Linked DNA regions of Hordeum vulgare: all the other regions are linked to region 2. Evidence: chromatin contacts called from public Hi-C data. All regions are on one chromosome and are shown on one strand. The core of a region is the stretch at or near the end of the contact, and the rest is flanking DNA. Distances in the headings are between cores, read along the strand shown. Region 1 holds the start of LOC123406176 (embryogenesis-associated protein EMB8). Region 2 holds the start of LOC123404480 (trihelix transcription factor GTL1-like). Region 3 holds the start of LOC123406175 (mediator of RNA polymerase II transcription subunit 15a-like).

Region 1 (4,669 bases), core at 574-3,073, 390 kb after region 2:
TACCACAACACGCCATCCTTTGCTTCTAGCTCTCAAAAGCATATGCCGTACATATGTATCCTGACTCCCCCCTGTCAGACCGGGCTGCCAATAACAAACCCCCAGCATCAAGCATTAGCCATAGCCCATAGCTAGTCAAAAACTGAATGTGCATGAAAATACAAGTAGAACAGTACACATAGTACTGCAGATAACTATATAAGATGTACACTTGTACAGAAAGACATGTCAATAGTCATTTATGCTGGAAGCAAAGTTGACTTTGACATGATAGATGCAAAACATGAATTTAGCACAAGAAAGTGTTCTGTTACGCGTTATGTTCAAAATTGTATTAAAACTGCCTATACTTTGTTGGCAGCAATTAGTTCTCTTTTTAACGGATTAGTAGCAAAATCCTTGGCTCTTCAGATCTTTCGCTGAGCACTCGGTCGAGTGCTTAATAAAATTGCAAACGTATAATGTCCATGGCATCCTTTTGCTTTTCTTCAGTTGAAAGTTATGCAGGAATATTTTTCCTCATTTAATCTGCCCAACACTTATGGGTTTCAGCTCTAGCCTACTCCAACTTGTTTGGGACTAAAGGCTTTGTTGTTGTTGTTGTTGTTGTTGTTGTTGTAATCCGCCCAACACCTGAATAGTTAATGATGTCATACTAATATGGCCATGATGAATAATGTCACTAGCAGATTAAGAAATAGAACTGGCACAACACATACAGGGAAACTTCGCACGCAGGAAGTAAAAATGAAAAATCCAGCAGAGATTTCCAAGGTGAAGAGTTTTTTCCCTGATTAGATCATTGTGAGGAACAAAGGTCAAACATTTGCAATCATGATATTCATATGTGTTGCATGGTTCATCAGGTATTTGTTGCCTGACCTGTCATCTCTGTAAGTATATATATGCCCACTGCATAAATGTTTAGCCATGGTACTACTTGGAATATCATATGCAGTTGGAATCAAACTATATTTCATTCTGCATGTGCTCCGGTAGACACCCCTATTTCACCTAAGATCTCTTCACCCGACTACATGAATCTATTTACGAATTGAACTTCCGGATGTAAAATCTCAGGAGTGCACTACTCAACGCACAATTAATCCTCCTACACAGAAATGAGAGATCATCCCCGAACTAATCAAAACTGGCATCACATCCTCCCATTTCTACACAGGCAAATTACACACGGTTTTCGACCACAAGGCGAAAGTCAAAATGTCACCGGCAGTGGCATCCATGACGCTAAACAAAATGTCACGCTTTGTTTGTGTCCTCTTTGCAACACTAGGAGAAGGAAAGCGACGCCATACCAGAAGGATTAGCACAGGTGCATCTCCGGGCAACGTGCGGTCGTCGCCGGAGACCCAGTCGAGGGCGACGGCTCCGTCGTCCGGGGTGCGCAGGCACTCGCGCCGGAATGCCACGGCGGGGAGCGAGCGCGTGAAGGCCGCGAAGATGGTCTCGACGTGGCGGTTGGATGCGAAGACGGGGAAGGCGCGGTACGGGCGGCGGAGGCTTTCGAAGCCCGCGAGGAGGCCGCGCCGCGCGCCGGCGATCTCGAGGCTCGAGTGCGGGAGGAGAGGCTGCTCCCCGTCGGCGCAGTCCCGGTCGCGGCTTCGGGAGGAGACGACGGAGGAGGAGAGCGACATGGTGGTTGGTAGGAGTAGGTAGCGGAGGCGAGGGGCGTAGCGGCGGGCGGTGCCGGCGAATGGGGATGGCGCTTGTATCGCGGCCATCAGATTCGCGCCTGCAGTGTGCACTCGGGTTTGGAATACGCCTTCTCGCTTGTCTGGACAGCTAGGAACCCAGGAACCAGTAAGAATTGTGGTTGGCTCGTTGACACGTGGGGAAAAGGAGGATCGAGGAGTTACCTTTTTTTTAATCAAAAAAATAGTCATGGCAGCAGAAAGAACACAAAAATAACATCAAAGATCACCTAGTAGCAAGAGTAAGGCCTTTTGGATCCGACCTTCATGGATGCCGAATTTTTTAAAAAATTCAAAATTAAAACTTTACTGTTTAAAAAAATCCTGAAAAAACTATGCATGTACATAAGAATGTAATGTACTCCCTCCGTACCACAATATTTGTTGTTGGAGAGAACTAGTCTAGTTTTCCCTAACAACAAATATTTAGGAACAGAGGGAGTACGTGTGTGTAAAAATTTACAATGAAATACCATGAATTACAACGTGTACGAAAAAGACAAATTTAAGACCTCGGTTGATGAACAGTATCATGTATATCTCCCCTAATAATAAAGCGTGGAGCGCTTCTGCCGTCCGTCGCTGGCGTTTTTACAGAAAAGTCCTTCTGTTCCTTCGAAATCAACCCGCGGTCCTATAGTAAGTGGAAAAAACGTTTCGTTGTTTTTGTAAAAAAGCCCCTGGGCAGAGTCGCTCCCCTCCCATGACCAAGCTCTACCACTCCGGCGCATCTCGCCTGCGCAGCGGATGCTCCCCTTCTCATCCTCCCTCGTCGCCGTCCGTGTGCGTCCTCCGGGCGAAGCCCCCGCACAGATCCGACAACGGCGGGCCCTTTGGTGCGTAGGAGCAGCTCAGATGCGACCATTTCATCAAGTTTTTCTCTGTCGACCCTCTTGCAGATCGCGGCGACGTCCGCTCCGGGCGAAGCCCCCGCACAGATCCGACAACGGCGGGCCCTCTGGTGCGTAGGAGCAGCTCGGATGCGAGCATTCCGTCAAGTTTTTCTGTGTCGACCCTCTTGCAGATCACGGCGACGTCCGGTGTTTCCTACTGAACTTTGGTGGAGAACGACGCGTTCTGGTTCTCGGCATCGAACCAACAGAGAAACAAGTCCTTGCGCCTGTGGAGACCATGGGCAGGTATGCCATCTTCATCGGTCATCAAAAGTGCCTGGTTGTTGATGCCGCCAAGTTCCCATCCGTTCAGGCAGACTGCGTCTACCACACTCTAGATTTTGGTAAATTTGCTTCTATCTGGAAGCACAGCATCAGTGATGGGAAAGACGAGAGGGTGTTTGATGCCATCGATTTCGTCAAGGAGGACAAGCGGTTTGTCCATGTCGGTGCCCGTCCTTTCACCATCATCCAGCTTCTCTCGAGCCACACCATCAATCTCAGCGATTCTAAACTGGCATCAAAACAAAGCTCATAAGGTGCCGACAAATCTAGCTCTGTCTTTTGGGATAGTGATTTCAATAACCGACAATGCTATGTCTTTTGTTTTGCCTTAATTTGTTCCGGACAAAACCAAGTTTGACTCTATGGGGATCGCGGGGATCCGAAGCGATCTGGCTGAGATCGGGGGTAGGGTGAGGTGAATCTCCCAGATCGCGTCGTCGCTGCTGCCGTTCGGGGAGGAGGAGCCGGACAAAGGGGAACCCGTCGCCTCGACGTGGCCGAAGAAGTAGCTTGATTTCCCCCTCTTCATCAGCGAGCGTTATGCAAATGGTAATATGCAGCGCTGATTCAGATAATGGGTAACTTAATTTAGTGGACATTGTGGTCTCAGTTTGAGCGTATTGATTAGTGAAAAAAGTAGATACTGGAGGTAGTGTTAGAACTTTCGTGCAAAGATCTCAATCACGTTCATCCTGAATTAGTTAATATGTGCATCTTTGTGTCCACAAACTCCTTTCTCGACTGGAATAATTCTATGTGGCTGAAATGGTTTACTGATGCTTTGGTAGCTAGCTTTTGATACTTTTTGATTAGTTACTAAATAATGTTATGGCACAATTGATATCACGTAGTCAGCATGAGAAAGATCTCTATTGATGAAATAGAGCTTCACAATTTCTTCAATATATGCAACGGTACACTGTTAATATTTACAGTAGTAGTTGTCAAATTGATATGTATTTTTTACAATGTGTATTTTTCGTCTCTGCAGAAGCGCTCTCTGCTTAAGTCTGACCCAGAATCCCAATCTGCATGTTCCAGGAAGGTGGGCAGCTTCTTGAAAGATGGTATAGAATCCCAATCTGCATGTTCCAGGAAGGTGGGCAGCTTCTTGAAAGATGGTATGGAGGTTCTGGATACCATGTCTGAAGTATCACCAAGAGAAGAAATAGTAGAATCATATCCTATTGGATTTGAAACAATATCTAATTCTGGAGATGAATTGAAGCTAAATCATACTGAAAGTACGTCAACTGATTATTCCACAGAGCGCTCTTCACAGAACTTGTCTGCTCAAAATACTTCAGGTGTTCAGCTGCCAGTTGATAACTCTTACCTGGTAAATGCAGTATGCTCTGTACCTGGTTGTCAGAATGATCTTGCTGTTACTAAGTTATTGGCATAAGATTTGGTATGTGGCAAAAATAAAGTAACATTGTGCTCCGCGCATGTCATGCCAATATACAAAGATCCTGGTTGGATTCGTTTTTAGCTTTCCATTTTCTTGTTAGGGAGTAATTGTAAGGTCTATAATTCTAAGTTCAACCTTTAATTGGCAACTAATAAGTGAACATATGATTGATGATTTATGCGTAGAGAGAAAACTTAGTTCAGTTTTTAAAATAGTAGTTGTACTATTCCTAAATTTTGTTCGAATATCTCGCTATTCTGTTAGACTTGAACTATTCTCAGTTTCCCTTTCACTCGATACTTCAGTGCTAACAAACAATCTTTTCTTTAATTGGCAGCAATTTCCAGTTGGGTGGGCATTGCTCGTTT
Region 2 (4,681 bases), core at 125-2,624:
AGCAAGCAGCACGCCAGACGCCACACCCCCGTGGCAGTGCCGCACCACTGCTCCCGGGCGCCGAGGTTGTAGCCGACGAGCGACGCAGAAATCGAGGAGCATGCATATGGATAGCATTACGCCAAAACTAGATGGGGAATGGCAGGATAACTGGCCATCATTTGGCGTAGCGCAGGACAGGACAGGCCTGACGGACGGCGACGGCGAATTCTCTGAAACCGTTAAGCCGCATTGCAATGTGGAGAGGGAGAGGAAATTTTTTACCAGCACCACTCACTCACTCACTCACTCACTCACCTGGAGACCTCCTCCCAGACGGGGGCCTTGAGGGCGGCGTTGCGGAAGGCGGCGTCCATCTCCGACCGGATCCTGATGAGCGCCACCGTCTCCTCGCGCGGCCACCGGCTGCCGGACCCTCCCGCCCCCGCGTCCAAGGCGCTCCTGCCGCTCCCGCCGTCGACCGGCATGTCGTCGTCCTCGTGGAAGCTGACGGCGCCAGCGCCGCCGCCGGGGCCAGCGGCTGGCAATTGCTCGAAATTCGTCCCCGCTGGCTGCGCCTGCTGCGTCGGCGACGGCGACGGGATGATGCTGCTGACGGACACGGTAGCGGATGCCGGCTGCGGCAAGAACGGAGCCATCCCCGTAAGCGGCGGCCCGTACGGGTACCCGGCGCCACCCTGCTCGGGATGCTGCATGGCCGCCGCCTCCACCCCCGCACCACCTTCCTTCCAATTCCCTGCCCAAAACAACACACAATTCTGTTTGATCTACCTTACTGGACACTGGAGTGAGTGAGTGCAGGTGGCAAAAAACTCCAGTACACTACTACTACCTACCACAAGTCTTCTCTCCCTCTTCTCCTACACTAGAGGTATATATGTACTCCTACCAGCAAGTACTCTACAAGAGCAATTCAGGGGCTAGATTGGAGAATTCTTGCTTGTGCGCCCATCTCTCCCGGTGTATGCTCCTCCCCCGTCTCTTCCTCTTCTCACACAGATACAATGAGTGTCGCAAGGAAGGACATGACTTACGGCTTCCGAGTTCCGACGGCGGAGACGGGGGGAATTGGGAACGAGCAGGAGAGTGTGTATAGTGGCTAGCGGAGGAAGAAGAGGGACGGTGGTGAAAAAGATGGGGTCATAGACAACTGGAAAGGGCAAAGAGAGAGTGGGAAGGCAGGCAGAGAAAGCCAAGAGCCCTACAAAAGAGAGGGTGTCTTCACTGATATATCTCGGAAAAAAGGAGCAGACGTGTGTGTTATATACTAGGCTGGGTTCAGGTTTCGTAAATGTATCAAGCATATCTTGATCGACCATTTAATGTGTGAAAAGATATGTCCTAGAACAAAAGTCAGTAAATAGAGAATGATTTATATGTATATATCCCAACAGAAAGCGGGAAGTATCCATACAAAATGATTAGATATTTAGGTGTTAGTCATTACTCTCGCACATTAGTATATGTATGTATGTAGGCAGTTTCTTCCGTGTTAATAAAGTTTTTGTTGTTCTCGCAACAAGAAAAGTTCTTTTGTTGTTACACCAAGGAAATGCTATTTTAATATTTGTCCACTAGATTACTCTCGCATATTTGTCCTTCAATGTATAATGGAAATCGGTGCTTCGAGAAGATATGATCGTATCTATAATAACTTCAATAACGTAAGTAGACACAGTTACGGTTTTGCAGGAAGATATCACATCATACATAAAAGATCAATGTTTCATTAATAAGCGTATTTATTGATAACATGTTCTACCTTTGTCTCAAAATTCTTGTCTAAGATTTTTATAGATATGAATAAATCTAATCACGTTTTAGTATTTAGATATATTTATTTTTAAATAAACATAAGATAAGAATTGTTGGACGGAGGAGTATATTCAAGAAGGCAAAGAAATCATTTTTATGCACGGAGAGTAAAGAACTATGCATTGTAAAGCATTAATGTAGGAGTAGAAGATATTGATATAAAAAACATGGAGTTTGATGACACTAAAAAAAAGAACGACCTGATATATTTAGGTGGGATACCCTGCTCTCGGAACTGATATATCATCAAATAGGGGAAGTAATTAGAGAATCATTTATATCTATCTCTCGATAAAAAATAAATCCCTAAACATGATAAGATATTTATGTGTTAGTCATTGCGTAGTGATGGATTACATGTTAAGTGGTGACGAATGTGATATACCTATCTTCTAGTAATAATAGTAAAGAAATTGTTATACCAAGAAAACGCTACTTGTATTATAGTACTTTAATTACTCCCGTGAATAACGTACATAAATGCACCATGAAAACCGATCCTTCTAGATGAAGATATGATACGATCTAAAATAACTCTAATAACATGAATATGTTCATGATTTTGTGCGGATATACCATATCATACATAAAAGATATACTATAACATTAATAAGCGTATTCAATATAAACTTGAATCGTCCTAAAAAATATACACTTGAATCAATAGAAGATATGGAAATAAAAAGGCATTGTGTTATATCTATCTCTCAACAGAAAGCACATCCATATGAAATTATAAGATATTTATGTGTTTATTGTTATGTAGGGTTGGTTTTATTTATTATAAGGGGTAAGAATGAGATATATCTATCTCCAAACAATAATATATATATATTTTGCACTAAGAAAATGTTACTTCTATTCTAGTCCATTAGGTTCCCCATATATTATTCTTGCATATGCACCATGGTAATATATTCTTTTAGAGAAGAAGATACGAATAGATCTACAATAACTTCGATAACATTAATAAATGAAGTTGCTATCTTGCAGGGAGATTTCAGTACATAAACATGTTGTATTTCATATCATAAATAAATGTATTCATTGTTGACACTTGCACGAGTAGAAGATATGGAAATAAAAGCGGTTTGATGATGCTAAGAAAGAGAGTGTCTTATGTAAGTGCATGTAGTGCCCCTCAGGGTTTTGGACGATTAATGACAAAACATCTAAGGGACTAGTGTGTTTGTGAGTATAAACACGTGAATGTCGCGGATGATTTGGTTTAACATGAAAATTGTGGTGACAATGACATCTCTCGGAATGCCTCTTCAAGGAAGAATCAACTCACATAGAGGATTATGAGGCGTAGTGAAGACTTTTGTTTTCTAGTTTCATTTCTCCCTTTTTGTGTCATAGGACAAACTGTAATATCATGGGGAGGGGGTCTAAGTAACTATCGAGATTTAGGTCATCGATGATGCTCAATCAAAACCTACTCTTCAAGTGAAGACTTCGAAATCTCTTCATGCGTTGTGATTTTCGCTTTGAGTCCAAGACGACGTTCTTCGGGGCTCCGAGGAAGAATCAACTGTAGTTGAGTTAACTTGACTTGTTCAGCAAGCAATTCGTAGGCAACATTTGAATTCAGGTCGTTGTGCCATTTGTCCATTGTCCATTAGGTAGCTAGTGACTATTGGGCATTTCACACCTCAGGATTGCACCGACTATAAATAGGCAGCACACTTCAACTTTAGATGGTTGGCTACTTCAAAGAGAATTTACAAGAGTTGTTAGAGCAACCCATCCTCCCGAAAGAGATTGAGAGAAGTCCTAAGAGGAAAATCCTAGAGCCTAAAGCTACCAAGTGATTGAGCATCACCGAAGATCTAGACTAAACTTAACTTAACCTATTACTCTTGTGGATTGTGCATCCACTAGACGGTTAGGTGTCAAATCTGAGCCACCGAGAGTAATTGTGGACGACGGATGAACAAGTCTGTGTCGATCCTGGAGATCTACCTCAAAGATCTACCATGAGTGATTGTGAAGTCTTAGTGATTTTACCTCAAGTACAATAGATTGAAGACATGATCCTGTGAGTTAAATCTGGGTCCCTCCAACCAAACATAGAGTTGTGCCAGGAACTCGAACTAGTCGAACAAATCGTTGTGCTCGTCAATCTATGGGTTTTACTTTCTAGAACTCATTTAGCTCTATAACTTGTATGTGTTCATTAACGCCCCCGGTCTTCTTTCTCAGTGATTGATGTGAAGATTGTTCTGAGAACTTAGTTATTTCGTTGCCTACGCTATGTTTCCTTTTGCATGTATTGCTACTTAGATTTACCTATGTTTATCTAGTTATTTGTCAGTTTAGTTTTAGTTTACTTTGTATTTTCTCCAATAATCGTTCTTCCATTTTTTCTTTGAAAATCCTACATTTTTGAACTATTTGTTGAATCTCCCATTAGATCTCCATTCTTGTTCATACATGGTCCCACAATTGGTATCTCAGCATGGTACTGATGAGTATGAATGATCTGTACTACAAAATTCTTGATGTCACAAATATTTTAGACACACTCAATACTCATGAACTACAAATAGAGGAGAAATGTAATCTCTATGGGACGAGCTACATACATAGTTATGCTTTGATGGTCAAGGTGTTGGAAATATGCCCTAGAGGCAATAATAAAATGGTTATTATCTTATTTCCTTGTTCATGATAATCGTCTATTGTTCATGCTATAATTGTATTAACAGGAAACAATAATACATGTGTGAATAAATAGATCACAATGTGTCCCTAGCAAGCCTCGAGTTGGCTAGCTCGTTAGTCAATAGATTATCATGGTTTCCTGGTCATGGGCATTAGATGTCATTGATAACGGGATCACATCATTGGGAGAATGATGTGA
Region 3 (4,336 bases), core at 693-3,192, 350 kb after region 2:
CGTCAGGGGGTTCCGTCGGACATTCTTAAACATGATGCTACAGAGGGTGGGGGTTGATTTAATGCATAAGCACACAATCTCAGCGCTTGATGTGATAAAAATAATATCCAAGCGAAAATGATAAAATGTGCAACACTCAGTTTACTACATATGGTACCTTGACCGGGGTTGTTTTGATTTGGAATCACTTGAGCATTTCCAGGAGCCTGCTGTGTCTTCGTCTCCATAGATAACATTTTAAGAGAGATCTTCTGTAAATAATCAGGTTGGGTAATACAAAGGAAAACAATGTAAATTTTATACCAAATTACCAATAGTAGCTTGCAACCAACAGTTCTGGTTGATTAGCAGTTTAGCATGCTCAAGAAGGTGCTTCAACTTTAAATATTTGAATCATAGTTATACATAAAAGGCCATCTAAGTAGCAAAACACACTGCCCCAAATAAGCGATATGAACAGAAAATACAAATCAAAATAGGCCCCAAATAAGCGATATGAATAGAAAATACAAATCAAAATAGTGACAAAAAAGATTAAAAATATACTTGCTCAATTCCATATTCCGCATATAACTTTTTGGGTTATATTCTGGAATGTAGTGTGTGTAAGGGCTCTGAGGCCACTCGGGGCGAAAATACATCTACTGCGATCCAAATTAATTGTCACAACTGCCACAAATAATTTGGATCAGAGGGAGTACGACATTTGGAAACGGTTATGCTCTATTTCTAACCCATAAACCTTGTATGACCTCCATAACTAAAAATAAATAAAATGTGCTCTGCCCCGAGTTGCCACCAAGATAGGTTATATTACCTGGCTGGTCGCTGCAGCATACATCTTCTCTTCGAATCGCACAACGATGATTTGAAGCTTGTTCAGCCCCTCTGGCACCAAAACTGGCAGATGCTTCTTCAGAGATTCCATTTTGCGCGTATGATGCAAAATGTGAATAACTTTGTTGGCATGCATTGCTTTCAACGGCGTGGAGTAAGGTGGAACGAGCGGGAAGAGCAGCCGGTTGAGGTAGATCTCCAATCCCCAATCAATCATATGCTCGCTCCATTCCTATGGGCAAGGCGTAATTTTCGACGTTGCTAAGACCAAGGAGGTGCTGCGGGGATCGATTTGATCATGGCGTGTGATCGTGTGAGGAGTATATATCCACTTGGGGAAGCATGCATGCTGCGTACGAGGAACTCTAGTTTCAGAACAAAATTGTATCCCGACACAGTACTAATTCTAATGTAGCATGGTTTCCCCTAGGAGATCAAAAGCTGTGACATGTGTGTCATGCTACTGAATTGCTGTGCGCAATGAAAAAATTTGCACCTCTTGGTGAGTAAACTTGCGCTAAATTGTTCAGACATAACTCAATGCTAGTTAAATGAAGTACTGTAATTATTAGGCTGGACTGAAAGCAGAGCAGGTGCAGTAGGAAGTTGACCTTTTGCTGCCGCTAAGGAGGATATATGGCTAGATCGAAGCTCTATCGGATGGATCGACGAGGAAATCGACCCGCAAACACGCGGGAAATTCCCTGGGGAGACCGAAAGCAGACGCGGAAGAAGGATCGAATGAATATGGATTAGATGAAGGGGAAAGCAGAGTAGATCGGCGAGAGTCCCTACATACATCTTGTTGACGACCCTGCTGCGCGCCTCGGGCTGGAGCTCGGCGCGCCAGTCGCCTCCGGCGGGCGGAGGGGCGTTCAGGTTAACGCCGCCGCTCCAGCTTGCGTCCATGGTTGGTGGTTCGTGCATGTTGGTCCTTGTCGGATCTCGAAGGGGATGGGGCCGGCGGCGAGCGCGTGGGGCGGGGCGGGGGCGGGGGCGGCACCGAGCGACGTCGGGAGCGGCGGCGAGCGCGCAGGGGCGGGGGCGGCACCGAGCGACGTCGGGAGCGGTTCCAGCATAGGGGAGGGTTACAGTAGCATTTCTCGTTAGCGAGGGGGAGCGGTTTTTGGATCCTTGGCAAAATTAGTTATAGCCCTGCCGGGCAAGGCTAGGTGTTTGGAACTGTTAAAATATTCTAGTTTTCGTGGGCGAGCTACCTTGGGTGGGCTAGGAAATCCTTGCTAGCTCAGGAGAGCCAAATCGGCTCGCTTCGACGGCAAACTTCTCGTGCGAGAAAACCGGTGACTCAATCATGCGAACGGTTTTTTTGTTTGACAAAGGTGGGTAAAGCAAATCAACCAAACTGGTTGACGAGGCAAGGCTGGCAAAATGTAAGCTGGTTAGATGGGCTATCCGATCTATTACCTAGCTACGCAACATAACCAAACGCACCCTAAAGTAGTTGGCGGGCGCGCGGCCACGCGCCGGAGCGCGAGGGCTCCTGGCGGCCGTCCCCCGCGCCGCCGATGCATCGACGGCCGCACCACCCGCACGAGGACCACGCGCGGGACGTAGACCCTCCGCCGCGCCACCGCTCTCCGCCACGTACGCATGCCAAAGCCGCCGCACAACGCGTCGGCGAAGTCGCGCGTGTGAGCGAGCCTCCCACCCTCCCTCCCTCCCTCTTCCAGGCCCAATCGACTTTGACCCGGCCACCATATCTGTCGCCATTAACCATACGTCAAATCCCGCGACAGCTCATCCTTAATCGCTGCTCGTGAGCTATGGAGGACGCGGACGTGTCGGCGCCCAAGCCATCCGAACCGCAGGTCCGGTCTGGCACGCTTATCACACACGGGGTTGCGTTCGTTTTGCTTGCATGTACGGTAATCTCATTAGATGCTCTTACGGTCCCTAGTACGGAGTTAACTGTAGCGAGTTAAGACAGGGTTTGGTTTGGACCTGTAGCTTTGCCTGCAGAAGGCGCCCACAAGGATCGAGCCTCCCGTTACGTACTGTACTGACATAGGTGCGCCCCGATGACTCAACGTATATACTCAGCCTGCCTGGCCGACCGGATCACGAGCGAACGCTTACCAAAACTTGACAACAGGGTTGGATCGACAAAAAAGAAACGTCAGCTAGGTTGTTATTTGCAGATGGGACGTCATTGTTCTTGAGCAAAGGAACACCTTACACGAGCAGCGGTCACTGCGTCCGGGGCGACTCATTCGCCGCTTTGCCCCTTGTACTACCTATATAAGCGGATTAATAGTCCAACTGATCGAGTGTAGGATCCGGCGTTAAGCAACTCTGTCCACAGATAAAACTGGATAACGTCACAAGCACAAGACCTCATTGACAGGAACGATTTTTTTTTCTAGCACAACGCACATGTATGATGAATCGGTCGGCATCTATCAATTGGTCGACGGCGAGCAGCTGGAGGGGCACGTAGCGCAACGCCAATCGAACTGGAGATAAGCTCGTCTAGCTTTAACGATCCAAAGACGAAGAGAAGATGTCCATGGAATGGAACTCTTCTCTCGAGCCGTGAGCGCGTCGCCTGCACAGCGACGCCCTACCCAGACCTAGGGAGCCTAGCCAGCGAGAAGACGGACATCCTCACCTGCCACCTCGGCATCTCTTTCGGGAGAAGCCGTACGACCCCTGGGCCGATTGACGTGGACGCTGTCGACCTAGCTACAGCCTCCAGCGATTGGCCCTCCCTCCCTCCCTCCCTACAACCGTGGCATCCTCCAACATTTCCTTCTTCTTGAACGAACAAAAGTGTGCAAAACGAGAGAGATGATCTCGCACTCCAGCCATGCGCGCACACCACGTGTCCCGCCCGGGCGAGGCCCAAGTCGATCTCGAGACGGATAACCATTCCGTGCATATGCCCGCGGGCCACCGGCCCGTTGCGCGACACCTGGACGGCCCGATAAAGCGACGGCGGGCCTTGATCCGCGCCACGTGTGTGCATCGACCGGGTATAAAACCGGGCCGGCGCACCACGTTCCAAATGTCACAGGTGCACGCGCTAGCTATAGCTTGCTCCAGTGGAGTTCTGTCTGTGACGATTCGATCTCGATCCCGCGACGGCTCCGAAATGGAGAGCGACTGCCAGTTCCTGCTGCCGCCGCCGCCGCGCATGTACGCCGCGGCGGGGGACGACGGCCAGTTCCTTCAGCAGCAGCAGCTGAGCGGCGGCGGCGGCGAGAGGAAGCGGCGGTTCACGGAGGAGCAGGTGCGGTCGCTGGAGAGCACGTTCCACGCGCGGCGCGCCAAGCTGGAGCCCCGGGAGAAGGCGGATCTGGCGCGCGAGCTGGGGCTGCAGCCGCGCCAGGTGGCCATCTGGTTCCAGAACAAGCGCGCCCGGTGGCGCACCAAGCAGCTGGAGCAGGACTTCGCGGAGCTGCGCGCCCATTACGACGCCCTCCACGCCCGCGTCCAGTCGCTCAAGCAGGAGAAGCTCACCCTCGCCGCGCAGGTAGTT

The links. A called contact is a pair of places that touch in the nucleus more often than the background predicts.
Region 1: a Hi-C map of seedling shows a contact between it and region 2, with 4 times the contacts expected there. The contact joins the promoter of LOC123406176 here to the promoter of LOC123404480 in region 2. A contact is called at or near these places in 1 of 6 Hi-C or Micro-C datasets (seedling) and 1 of 1 datasets of contacts at active chromatin or transcription factors (embryo).
Region 3: a Hi-C map of seedling shows a contact between it and region 2, with 2.3 times the contacts expected there. The contact joins the promoter of LOC123406175 here to the promoter of LOC123404480 in region 2. A contact is called at or near these places in 1 of 6 Hi-C or Micro-C datasets (seedling) and 1 of 1 datasets of contacts at active chromatin or transcription factors (embryo).

Annotation. Positions count from the first base shown.
Region 1 is chr6H:401,507,917-401,512,585 of MorexV3_pseudomolecules_assembly, forward strand. It overlaps LOC123406176 (embryogenesis-associated protein EMB8), which reads right to left and starts at 1,824. Exons shown (of 9, transcript XM_045099652.1): 1 at 1,317-1,824; 2 at 1-84. The coding sequence starts at 1,742.
Region 2 is chr6H:401,119,984-401,124,664 of MorexV3_pseudomolecules_assembly, forward strand. LOC123404480 (trihelix transcription factor GTL1-like) reads right to left here and starts at 1,375. Exons shown (of 4, transcript XM_045098417.1): 1 at 1,035-1,375; 2 at 298-736. The coding sequence starts at 695.
Region 3 is chr6H:401,464,733-401,469,068 of MorexV3_pseudomolecules_assembly, forward strand. It overlaps LOC123406175 (mediator of RNA polymerase II transcription subunit 15a-like), which reads right to left and starts at 1,943. Exons shown (of 3, transcript XR_006612025.1): 1 at 1,449-1,943; 2 at 158-251. It overlaps LOC123406174 (homeobox-leucine zipper protein HOX24-like), which reads left to right and starts at 3,870. Exons shown (of 2, transcript XM_045099649.1): 1 at 3,870-4,330. The coding sequence starts at 3,950.